3 separate regions of the Mus musculus genome follow, and all the other regions are linked to region 2. A link is a contact called in public Hi-C and promoter capture Hi-C data. All regions are on one chromosome and are shown on one strand. The core of a region is the stretch at or near the end of the contact, and the rest is flanking DNA. Distances in the headings are between cores, read along the strand shown.

The links. Promoter capture Hi-C pulls out the DNA fragments that hold promoters and counts their contacts. A called contact is a pair of places that touch in the nucleus more often than the background predicts.
Region 1: a contact with region 2 is called in a Hi-C map of embryonic stem cells, with 13 times the contacts expected there. The contact joins the promoter of Msx1 here to the promoter of Mnx1 in region 2. A contact is called at or near these places in 6 of 39 promoter capture datasets (cranial neural crest, embryonic stem cells, hippocampal neurons and 1 more), 11 of 484 Hi-C or Micro-C datasets (B cells, cerebellum, cerebral cortex and 1 more) and 1 of 115 datasets of contacts at active chromatin or transcription factors (embryonic stem cells).
Region 3: a promoter capture Hi-C map of second pharyngeal arch cranial neural crest shows a contact between it and region 2. The contact joins the promoter of A930033C23Rik here to the promoter of Mnx1 in region 2. A contact is called at or near these places in 4 of 39 promoter capture datasets (cranial neural crest, embryonic stem cells, maxillary cranial neural crest and 1 more) and 12 of 484 Hi-C or Micro-C datasets (cerebellum, embryonic ectoderm, embryonic stem cells and 1 more).

Annotation. Positions count from the first base shown.
Region 1 is chr5:37,822,648-37,826,027 of GRCm38.p6, forward strand. Msx1 (msh homeobox 1) reads right to left here and starts at 1,938. Exons shown (of 2, transcript NM_010835.2): 1 at 1,218-1,938. The coding sequence starts at 1,686. It overlaps Gm33993 (a long non-coding RNA gene), which reads left to right and starts at 3,108. Exons shown (of 6, transcript XR_868362.1): 1 at 3,108-3,239. It also overlaps Msx1os. RefSeq lists an enhancer at 3,022-3,380.
Region 2 is chr5:29,477,038-29,479,954 of GRCm38.p6, forward strand. Mnx1 (motor neuron and pancreas homeobox 1) reads right to left here and starts at 1,433. Exons shown (of 3, transcript NM_019944.2): 1 at 548-1,433. The coding sequence starts at 1,238.
Region 3 is chr5:35,398,160-35,401,218 of GRCm38.p6, forward strand. It overlaps A930033C23Rik (a long non-coding RNA gene), which reads right to left and starts at 1,396. Exons shown (of 3, transcript XR_003955880.1): 1 at 666-1,396; 2 at 1-529. It also overlaps a transcript of Hmx1 not described here.

The DNA.
Region 1 (3,380 bases), core at 688-3,187, 8.3 Mb after region 2:
TTAGTTATTGAGAACATCTTCGGGTTTTGCCTAGCTATGCTTTTTTTTTTTTTAAGCTCTAATAAAACAATAATCCTTTGGGCCCTCAGACCACCAGGATGTAAGTCAAACGAAATCTCCAGTTAGCATCCCCACTTCTCTCCCAGCTCAGGCCATAGCAAGTCCGGGAAGTTGGCCCCAGAGTCGTTTTCCACCAGGCCGCCCTAAAGAAGGGTGGGTTCATAGGGAAATGTCACTTTGGTCAGCAGCAACAGCCCGGCTCTGGGCCACCTTCCTCAAGCTTTAGGCCCAGGGAGGGGCTGTCTTTTCAAAGACGTTTAATCCCCAGATAAAAATCGTTCCTCAGCATCACGCCATTGAATTTGCAACGCTATTATGTAGGGCGAAATAATCGGAGGAAACGAGGAAAACTTGGGAATTTCCCGTGCTCCTGAAATATCTTCGAGCGGGTTCGCTGGGGAAAGGAAGCCTAAGGGCCGCAAGGACCTAGGACTATCCTGGAACACGTCGCTGGCTGCTGGGTCCGCTTCAAAAGCCTGGTCCAACACATTCGGACACTATAGCAAAGTGGTTAATAGGGAGCTCTTTTGGTTGTCTTGTTGTCTCCACCACCACCACCATCCCCCCTAGTCCGCGATCGTCCCCTCTTGCTAAATCATCCACCCGCCCAAAACACCAAGTTTCTGCTTAAAATTAGATGCGCGGTGGGGCAGGAGTTTTGCAGAACTCCGGAACCCTTTGAGAGGTTCTTTAAATGGGGAGCGCGAGGTTACGGCTGTCTACCAGTAGAAAGTGAAACTCCGCAGAGCTAGGATGTACTGGCCGCTGCGCCCATCCAAGTTGAGGTGCAAAATAACTGAGTTTAGGGTCAGGTGGAGAAGCAGGGCACCCCTGGTGTCCTGACTACCGGAAGAATAAGAAGGTCCACAGACACCCGCGCGCTACAAGTGAAGTGACAGGCTCGGAGGCACTGAGCCAAGGCAAGGAGCGCGGACTAAGCTTTGCCTGCTTTAGGCCTCTAACTCTCTTCCTGGGTGGGAGTGGGAAGAGGCTCAAAGGCGGTCTTCCCGCCAACGCAACCTCTGCACGGCCTCCAGGTACCCAGTTGCAGGTACGCCGACGCCCGAGACAAGCCGGCGCCGGCGCGCGGCCTGGCGCCCTCGGGCCCCACACCCCCTCTTGGCCCCTTCGCTCTCCATCCAGGGCTGGCTACTTACTGGCTGGGGGCGGGGAGAAGCGGGGACTCTGCATCCACGGGGTCCGATCTAGTTTCTCGGGGCTTTCGGCCTTCACCAGAGCATCTTCTGGCAGCTTGAGGAGTCCTCCGACTGAGAAATGGCCGAGAGGCCGCGGCGAGGAGGGCGCATCCGGGGCGCCCAGAGACCCGGGCCGGGTGCCCAAGTGCTGCACCGAGCCACCCGCTGCCTGAGCCCCTTCGGAGGCCACCAGGACGCTCTCCTTGGCCCCGGGCTTCCTGTGATCGGCCATGAGGGCCTCCACGCTGAAGGGCAGGAGTGAAGCGGGCACTTTGGGCTTGGCCCCCTCCTCATCTGTGCCCATGGCGGTTGCGGTGGCCGCAGCAGCCCCGGGGGCTTGGCCAACGCCTCCCCCAGCAGGCTTGGCGAAGGCGGAGTCCTCCACTTTGACACCGAGTGGCAAAGAAGTCATAGCAGCAGCCGGGGCCATGCAGAGCCGGACCCCCCCTCCAGCCGCAGCTCGAGACAGCCCTGGATCATGGGTTTCGGGCAGGCTGGGAGCGCGACCGGCTTCTGCGAGCTCCTGACCGGCTTCTGCGAGCTCCTGGGTTCCTGGCCCGGCCGGCTCTCGCGCGCGAGCCTCCTGCGGCTTCCCCAGAAGGCCAACTCGAGCGAGCGGGGCCTGGATCCCTGCGCCGCTCAGGCCGAGTTCCCAGGCGCACTCGCCGGCTCCGGGTCCGCCGCCGCTCCCCTGAGAACTTGTTAATAAGGCAAGGCCAGCGTGGCAGCGGCCAATCAGAGCGCGAGGGGGCGGGTCCGGAGAGAACCATTGGGCTGTGCTCGTGCCCCGAGGCGCGCTCGGCCTGGGGGCGCTCGGGGAAGGGCCTGACCCGCACAGGCGGGACAGAGCCGGAGGTACCTGGGGAGCTTTTCCGCCTAGCTAAGTCAGGTGGGCATCGGTCCGGCTGGACCCCCACACTCCTGGATGTGGATTCTACCAAGTTCCAGAGGGACTTTTCTTTACTAGTCCTTCTCTTCTGCCAGTCGTCCTCCACCATCCTTTACCCACTTCTTCTGTTCCTCTCCATAGACTACTTTCTTTCCACAGTTTCTCTTATGGTCTGTGCTATTTCTTTCTGTCCCCTTTCCCTCTTCTGGCCCCCTTTCTCGACCACAATTCACTTACAATTTTTTTTTTCTTTTGGTGTTTGCTTTGAATGTTCATAGTTATTTGTCAGAGTAGCAAGGGATAATACTAATTTCTTTTTTTAAAAAAGCCGCCCTAAGTGTCTTATGTCTTCCAATCTTCAAAAATTTACCTCGGAGTAAAAATGGGCCTTTGTCTCCAGGGCTGGACAAAGTTAATCAAAGAAAGTACAGGTCCTGTTGGTTCTGTGGGTACGGGAACAAGTAACATGATCTGGGAAATGAGTTTGGTTCTCATGCAAACACGTACCCCCTCCCTATACGTACTTTTTCTCCAGAAAGTTACACCTCTACCAGAGAACTGCTACTAGCCAAAGAAGCCACTGGATGCCTTGGGTGAAGACCGAAATAAGACCAACAGAACCCACCAACAATCTGGCCTCAACATGACCTCAGACAATGAATCCTCAAAAACAATCACACTTCACTAACTGTGGGTCTGTCTGCTGGTGCAGAGTGGAGGCCCATTTGATGGGCCAGTAGGAAAAATAAGCAGTTCCTGGAGGTATATCTTTGGTGCAAGGCTTAAGAAGTTTTGTTTGCCCGATTTCGAAGGAAACGTGTTTTGTTTTGTTTTGTTTTGTTTTGTTTGACTGATACAAAAAGAAGGAAAGTTGGAGTGGGGACCACAGAAGACCTTGTAAACTGGGTTCGAACAGGCTGTTGGGGAGTTGGGGGGGGGGGGGCTTTTCTTTATATGGCCTCTTATCCCAGGGCCCAGGCTCGCGGCTCCGGGGGAGGTGGAGGAGGTGATTGGCGGCTCACCGGGACTGTGCATTGATGACTGCCGGGCTCTAATCTCCAGGAAACACAAGGGGCTGCCGTGGCCATTTAGGGGTAATTATCCGAGCACGGAGGGATAGCGAATTCCCTGGCCTTTTAACTGGGCGCAATAAAAAGCTGTAGATTAGGGGCGACCAGATTAAGGAAAATGAATTACTTTATTACCCAGACGGCGTCCGGGGTCTGGAGGGAGGG
Region 2 (2,917 bases), core at 183-2,682:
CAGAGAGAGAGAGAGAGACAGAGACAGAGACAGAGACAGAGACAGACAGAGACAGACAGAGAGACAGAGACATGCAAATGTCTTGCCCTTCAAAGGAAGGCAGAGTCCTTACAAGGGCCACGGAAGAGCTACTTCTGGACCCAGTGATGTGTCTCTTCATAGCCTATAATGGAACCTCTGACAAAGTTCATTTTCTCAAGATAAGTCCCCGGTTTCAGCGACCCCCAAAACCTGCCCTAATCGAGGCTAGCCTTTCCGCGCACTTCCTTGTCCAGCTTGCAGGTTATTCTTTAGGTTTTAGCCTCACACCTCCAACCTCCCCTGTCTGTTAAGAGAGATAGAGAGGCCAAGGCCTGCTTGTGGCCATCTTAATAATTTGAGGCTCCTTTCATTCTGTGCGGCCCACGAGAGGCCTCACAGGCCCAGGAATGAGCCACAGAGGCTTCGATGCTCTTCCACAGCTCGCTAGGAGGTGAGAGCAAAAGGAAGGGGGTGCGAGAGAGGAGGATGCGCGTGAGAACTGTCCGGGTGCGGCGCAGGTACTCACAGCTGAAGTCCGGCATCTTGGGCAGGATCATGCCCGCAGTAGACGCGCGCAGCCACTGGTCCAGTTGGAAGGTGCTGGCACCCAGCTTGATGGGGTCGGCAGGGTGCGCAGGGTGCGCGCCCTGCACCTGAGGGTATGAGTAGGAAAGCGCCGGGTGCTGGCCAGCTAGCGCGGCCGCTGCAGCTGCTGCCGAATAACTGTAGACCGGGTGTCCATAGAGAGCCGCCTGTGCAGGGAGGCCCGCGCCGCCCTGTGCGCCCCCCGGGTGCAGCCCCAGTGCCAGGCCACCGGCAGCCGCGGCAGCGGCAGCGGCAGCCGCGGCGGCTGCTGCACCAGGGTGCGCGTGGTGGTGGGGAGTGCCCGGCCCACCCGCCGCGCCGCCGCCTCCTCCGGCGCCCAGGAATCCGGGCTTGGGCAGCAGCGCGCAGTGTGCAGCCAGCAAGCGTGGGGGCGACGGGCTCTCAGCTCTCAGCCGGTCACCGGGCGCTGCAGTGGCCTCCGAGGATGCGGGACTGCAGCTACGGCTCGCCCCGCTACTGGTCCCCCCGCCGCCGCTGCCGCCGCGGCCGGGACCAGATACTGTAGTCGCGAGGGAAGTGACCAAGGCCAGAGGCGCGCTCTGCGTGGAGGCGGCTCGCGGGGGATCCACGGCCAGCAGGGCGTCGATGCGGAAATTTTTGGATTTTTCCATCGGCTCGATTGGAGCTGACAATCAGGGTCCAAGGGTGGGCGATGCAGTCGTGTGCGGGCTTACGGAGACTGAGCGTGGCGGTGGCCAGCCTTGGGGCCGGTATTGTTACTGCGATTTTTTGCCAATAAAGTCGCAGCCGGAAACTCAGCTGAGAGCGACCATCGTCCAGGCGCCTCCTCTTTGCGGTCCTCGTGGGGACCGCGCTCCACTCACTGGTATGAACTTCCACCGGAGCGCTCCTGCGAGTTTGTGTTGGGGAGACCGGCTCTCTGCTCTCAAGAGCTCAAGCGACCGCATCGAGGCCACTGGTGCCTTGGTGGGGACCCGCGCCCCTCCGCACACTTGAAGCTCAGGGCGGTCTGGGATTGGCGCGCTCAGCGGGGGCCCGAGGAGGGCTGTCTGCCCGGCGATTGGCCGAGGGGCTCACCTGTCACGGTCCAATTAGCCTGACGCCCCGCCCCTGCGCCCCCAGGTCCTAAGCAGCCGGTGGTGAACAGCGTAGGTGGCCGGAGGAGGCAGGTTGGAGAGTTTGGAGGCTGAACACAAGCTTACTGCTTCCTTGCTGCTGGGAGAGTGGTGAGCGCCAGTAACCCTGGGTCCCAGTGAGTGCCCCCCGAGTCCCTTTGACACCTTGTTCCTCCAGAGGCGGACGCCTTATCTTCCTCCAGCTACTCGCGCTCCCTTGAGGGAGTTGTGGAATGTTCTGCACTGAGGAACTAGGTGGGTCCTCACCCCTGAAGTCCACTAGGTACCCAAAACGGGACCCTGAGCTTAGTACACTGAAGACTGTTCGGTTTCCCAAAATCTCTCGCGTTCCTGAGTGTTGATTGCTTCAAGATGGTTTGCGTCCCTGTCATTAACCCTCAGCAGGTCGAACCTTCTTATCTGCCCCTCCCCCAAAAGTATCATGCGCCGCAAATGTTTGTTTGTAGGGTTTCGGTGTGTATAAATACGGTATTAGAGGTTGAAGCCTACAAATCTTCAGTCAGAGTGGAGAGAGAGCAGTTTTCCAACTCAGAGATGCACATTGACTTGAAGGTCGTTTGCACAGGTGCCACTGAGCCGGACCTAGGTGAGAACCAAGTTCTATTAGAGCCTTGCCTTGTGGGGGTGTAGGAAAAAGGCTTTGCGGGAATTGGCCGAGGACTGCTCCCTCGGACTGAGCCAGTTCGCAGGCTAAGGGAGCCACTATCAGGCTCTCGCCTCCTCCTGCCGGCCGAGTTCAGGAAAATCAAGAAAGGGCTTCCAGAGACCGTATTAAAGTGTGAATCCAGACCTCAGCCTGCGCACATATCAAATATTTACTGTAAACACGCTTCCGGGGGCTTTTTTTTTTTAATGTAACGAATCAATAAGTAGTTTGAGAAATCAAGCTTTCTCGCTAGCTCCATTCTCGGGTATCTTCCCCAAACACGAGGGGAAAGTGGGAGGGAGTTCCAGGTCTCTGGATCGCGGCTTCCCAACCAGGTGAGAGGTTAATAAAAGATCGGAAATGGCCCAGGGAAGGCCAGGAGGCTAGGACAATCCTTGTTGGGTGAATTTAAAAGTAGCAGGCAAAGCTGTTTCAAGAGGGATTGGGGGTGGGGGGTAACGATAAATATAAGTAAGGACTATATTTTCCCTGTCAACAAGTTTTGTTTAGGAGAGATTTAACGCAGTGATTCTGTTGGGATGAGTGA
Region 3 (3,059 bases), core at 146-2,645, 5.9 Mb after region 2:
GGAGCTCAGCCTGGTCCCTGGGCACAGACCTTCCCTAGCACACAGGGGGCAGGGGGAAGCTCACTATGCTCTGTGTCTTTCCTGGATCCCCGTGGCTGGGATGGGGCCCGATACTCCCATCTTAAGACTGCGAGCGCCGAGCCTCGCAGCTGCACAGTGCCCCCACAAAAGACAGGGGTGCTATCCTAGTTGTGTGTTCGAAAAATAATCAGTCCCAGTCTGACTCCAAGGCTCACGCATCCCGTGATCTGGGAGACGGAAGCAATGTTGGGATTTCTTTTCAACTGGGCAAATGAGGGGGCCAGAAGTGGGAGAGCCCACTGTCTCTCAACTCCTTCCAGAGAGTTCTCTACACCAGGGAGTAGATCTGAGGGCCCTACACTGGAATTCATTCGTTTCCTTTTTAAAAGCTTGGAGACAGAAGCTAGAACTCACCCGGAGCCTAGTAGGACTTCCTCAGACCTCCAGGCCGTTCAGACAGCAAACAATGATAAGCAAGCAAGCAGAATGATGCCACGTGCCCTTAGGGCTGACCGAAATTGGTTGTGGAGAAAAGACCTTAATCATTTTCCGGATCCACTTTACCTCCTAAGGGCGGCTGTGAAGAACGGGAGGCTTGCCTCTGAGCATCCCCGCTCCCCAGCAGTGTCCAGGCCCAGTCTTACCTGGTCATTGTATGTACAAGTCCATTGTGGCCCCAAGATATGTCGCAGCCCACACCCCTCCTCTTTTTTCTAGAAGGGAACAATACTTTGGGCCAGCAAGAAGAAGGGCTTTTGGGGGACAGAGAGAATGGAATGGGGACGCTGTTCAAATCTTGAAGAAGCTCATTCTTTTCTGGGGCCTCTATTCACCCACCTTAATATCATGGGACCTACCTGGTGGAGCCATGTGCCCAGGCTCTGATCCAGGGCCTGAGCCTTGCCTTTACTGTGGGATTCGATGTCCCTCGTAGCAACATAGGACTAGTTGGGAGAGCATTGTGCCCCTAAGCCTAGGGTCTTGCGCTCAGAGTGGGCTCTGCATAGGTTTGGGTATCTTAGTATCCAACTCTCTGCCCAAACATGGAGGAGTAGAAGCCACTGTCTGAGGGAATCTAAGGTTCCAAAATGTCCAGCTGAGGAGCCACTGTCACTTCCCCAGGAGCTCTGCCATCCCTCATCCAGTGTCAGAACTCTCTTTCATCTGTTTCTTTAGAACCTCACTCTTGGCTTCGCCCCTTGAGGTCACTGTACCCACCTGATGTTGGCTTCACCCCACCGAGGTCACTGTTCCTACACGACATAAATGGCTCTCGAAGCTTGACAACCACAGCGCCTTTACATCTAGATTTGGATTGAGTTTTCTTTCTGAAATTTCTAAAATCCATTTCCCCCAAATGGGCAGGAGCCTCGCATGCTCGGCGGCAACCCCCACCCCCCCCCCCACCCCAGCGGCCTGGCCGCATTGATCCCACGCCTTACAGCACATCACATTAGCCTAATGGTTTCTCTGATGATTCAACTTCTTTTCCTTAAGAGCCGCCCCTCGGCCCTCCACCCTCCGCCGCGCCGAGGACCTCGCCCCTGGGACCCGCAGCCCGCGGGGAGGCGACGCGCTCCGGAGCCGGCGAGGCGCGCAGGGCGGCGGGATGTAACCGGTGGTCCGCGGGGAACCTGGCGCTCACCTTAGACTAGATCTTCAGAGGCTTCCGGAGTCAGACCCTCGAACCTTCCGACTCAGACCGGAGAAGAGCCAGGCAGCTCCGAAGCACAGCGACCGCTTGGGCCCCTGCCCTGGGACACGGACCCATGCTTCGGCCCTTCTGCCGGGGCAAGCAGGGCCCAGGCAGGCCTCCCCGGCCGCTAGCCAATCGGTTCTGCACGTCCCCATCTGCGCGCAGAGAAGCGGTGTTCGGTATAGAAAATTAAACACACGCGCACACGCGCGAGCGCGCACACACACAGAAGGGGCTTTCCAAATTCAGGCACCCACGGATAGCTGAGTTTTTTTCTTTTTCTTTATCTTTTCTTTAAATGTTGTTGTTGTTGTTGTTTTGTCTCTCTGTGTAGACCAGTCTGGCCTCGAGCTGAGAGAGAGATCCATGTGCCTTTAATCTGTTGAGATTAAAGGTTTGCCACCACCAATCCTGGCTGAGTTTTGTTTTGATTTTGACATATTCTTAGTTTTGCAGGGCTGGCGATGAAATTCAAGGTTTCAAGTAGGCTTCAAGCCTGAGCGTTCACTAACCCGTTCATTGGTTTGTTTGCAAATAGGAAATGTATTGTCGGAGCAGAAAAATTAAAGGTGTGATCAAGCATGCTGGAAGAAAAGCTCTCTTCCGGCCTCCAAGATGAAAACTCACTCCAGACAGACAAGTCTGCTTATTATTATTATTATTATTATTATTATTACTATTATTATGATAAGATCTGCCTTGTAGCTCAGGCTGACTTCCAGCTCCTGGCCCTCTTAACCTCACTCACCTCCTAAATGCTAGCTTTATAGACCCCACCTGAAGTTTACAAGCCCTGAAGTTCTCAAGAGTATGGAATCCACTTGTATAGTGTGGAACCTCTCACCAAATCCTTAAAGGAAAAAAAAAGTTCGTTTTCACTTAGATACAGTAAAGGTTTAAACTGAGAGACACCCCCCCCCAGGCTGGGGGTTTGAGCTTTCCAGGTGGGACTGGCAAATTGTCAGCAAAATAAACACAAATAAAAACCCAGTATGTCCTCACGGCTCCCTGTTCCTCCACCCATTCTGTTTTATCAAAGCTACCAATGCATCCATCATATGTAAAATCTAATGCACATAATGTTAAGTGGTCTGCTTTCACAAAGGGCAGAAAGATCCCGTACCTCTGCGTACCCCAGCAAGTCCTTAGCTTGCACCTTGGCCTCCTCCTACAACCGGGAAGGTACCTGGACCCTCTTTTCCCATCCTGCCTTTTTTCTTTTTACAGTGCTGGGCAATAATCCCAGGGCCCCGGCATACCAGGCAAGCAGGTTCTACCTCCGAGCTCATCCCCAGCCTCTTCTCAACTGCTCTTTTGTCATTCCAGGGTGTCTGTTTGTTTG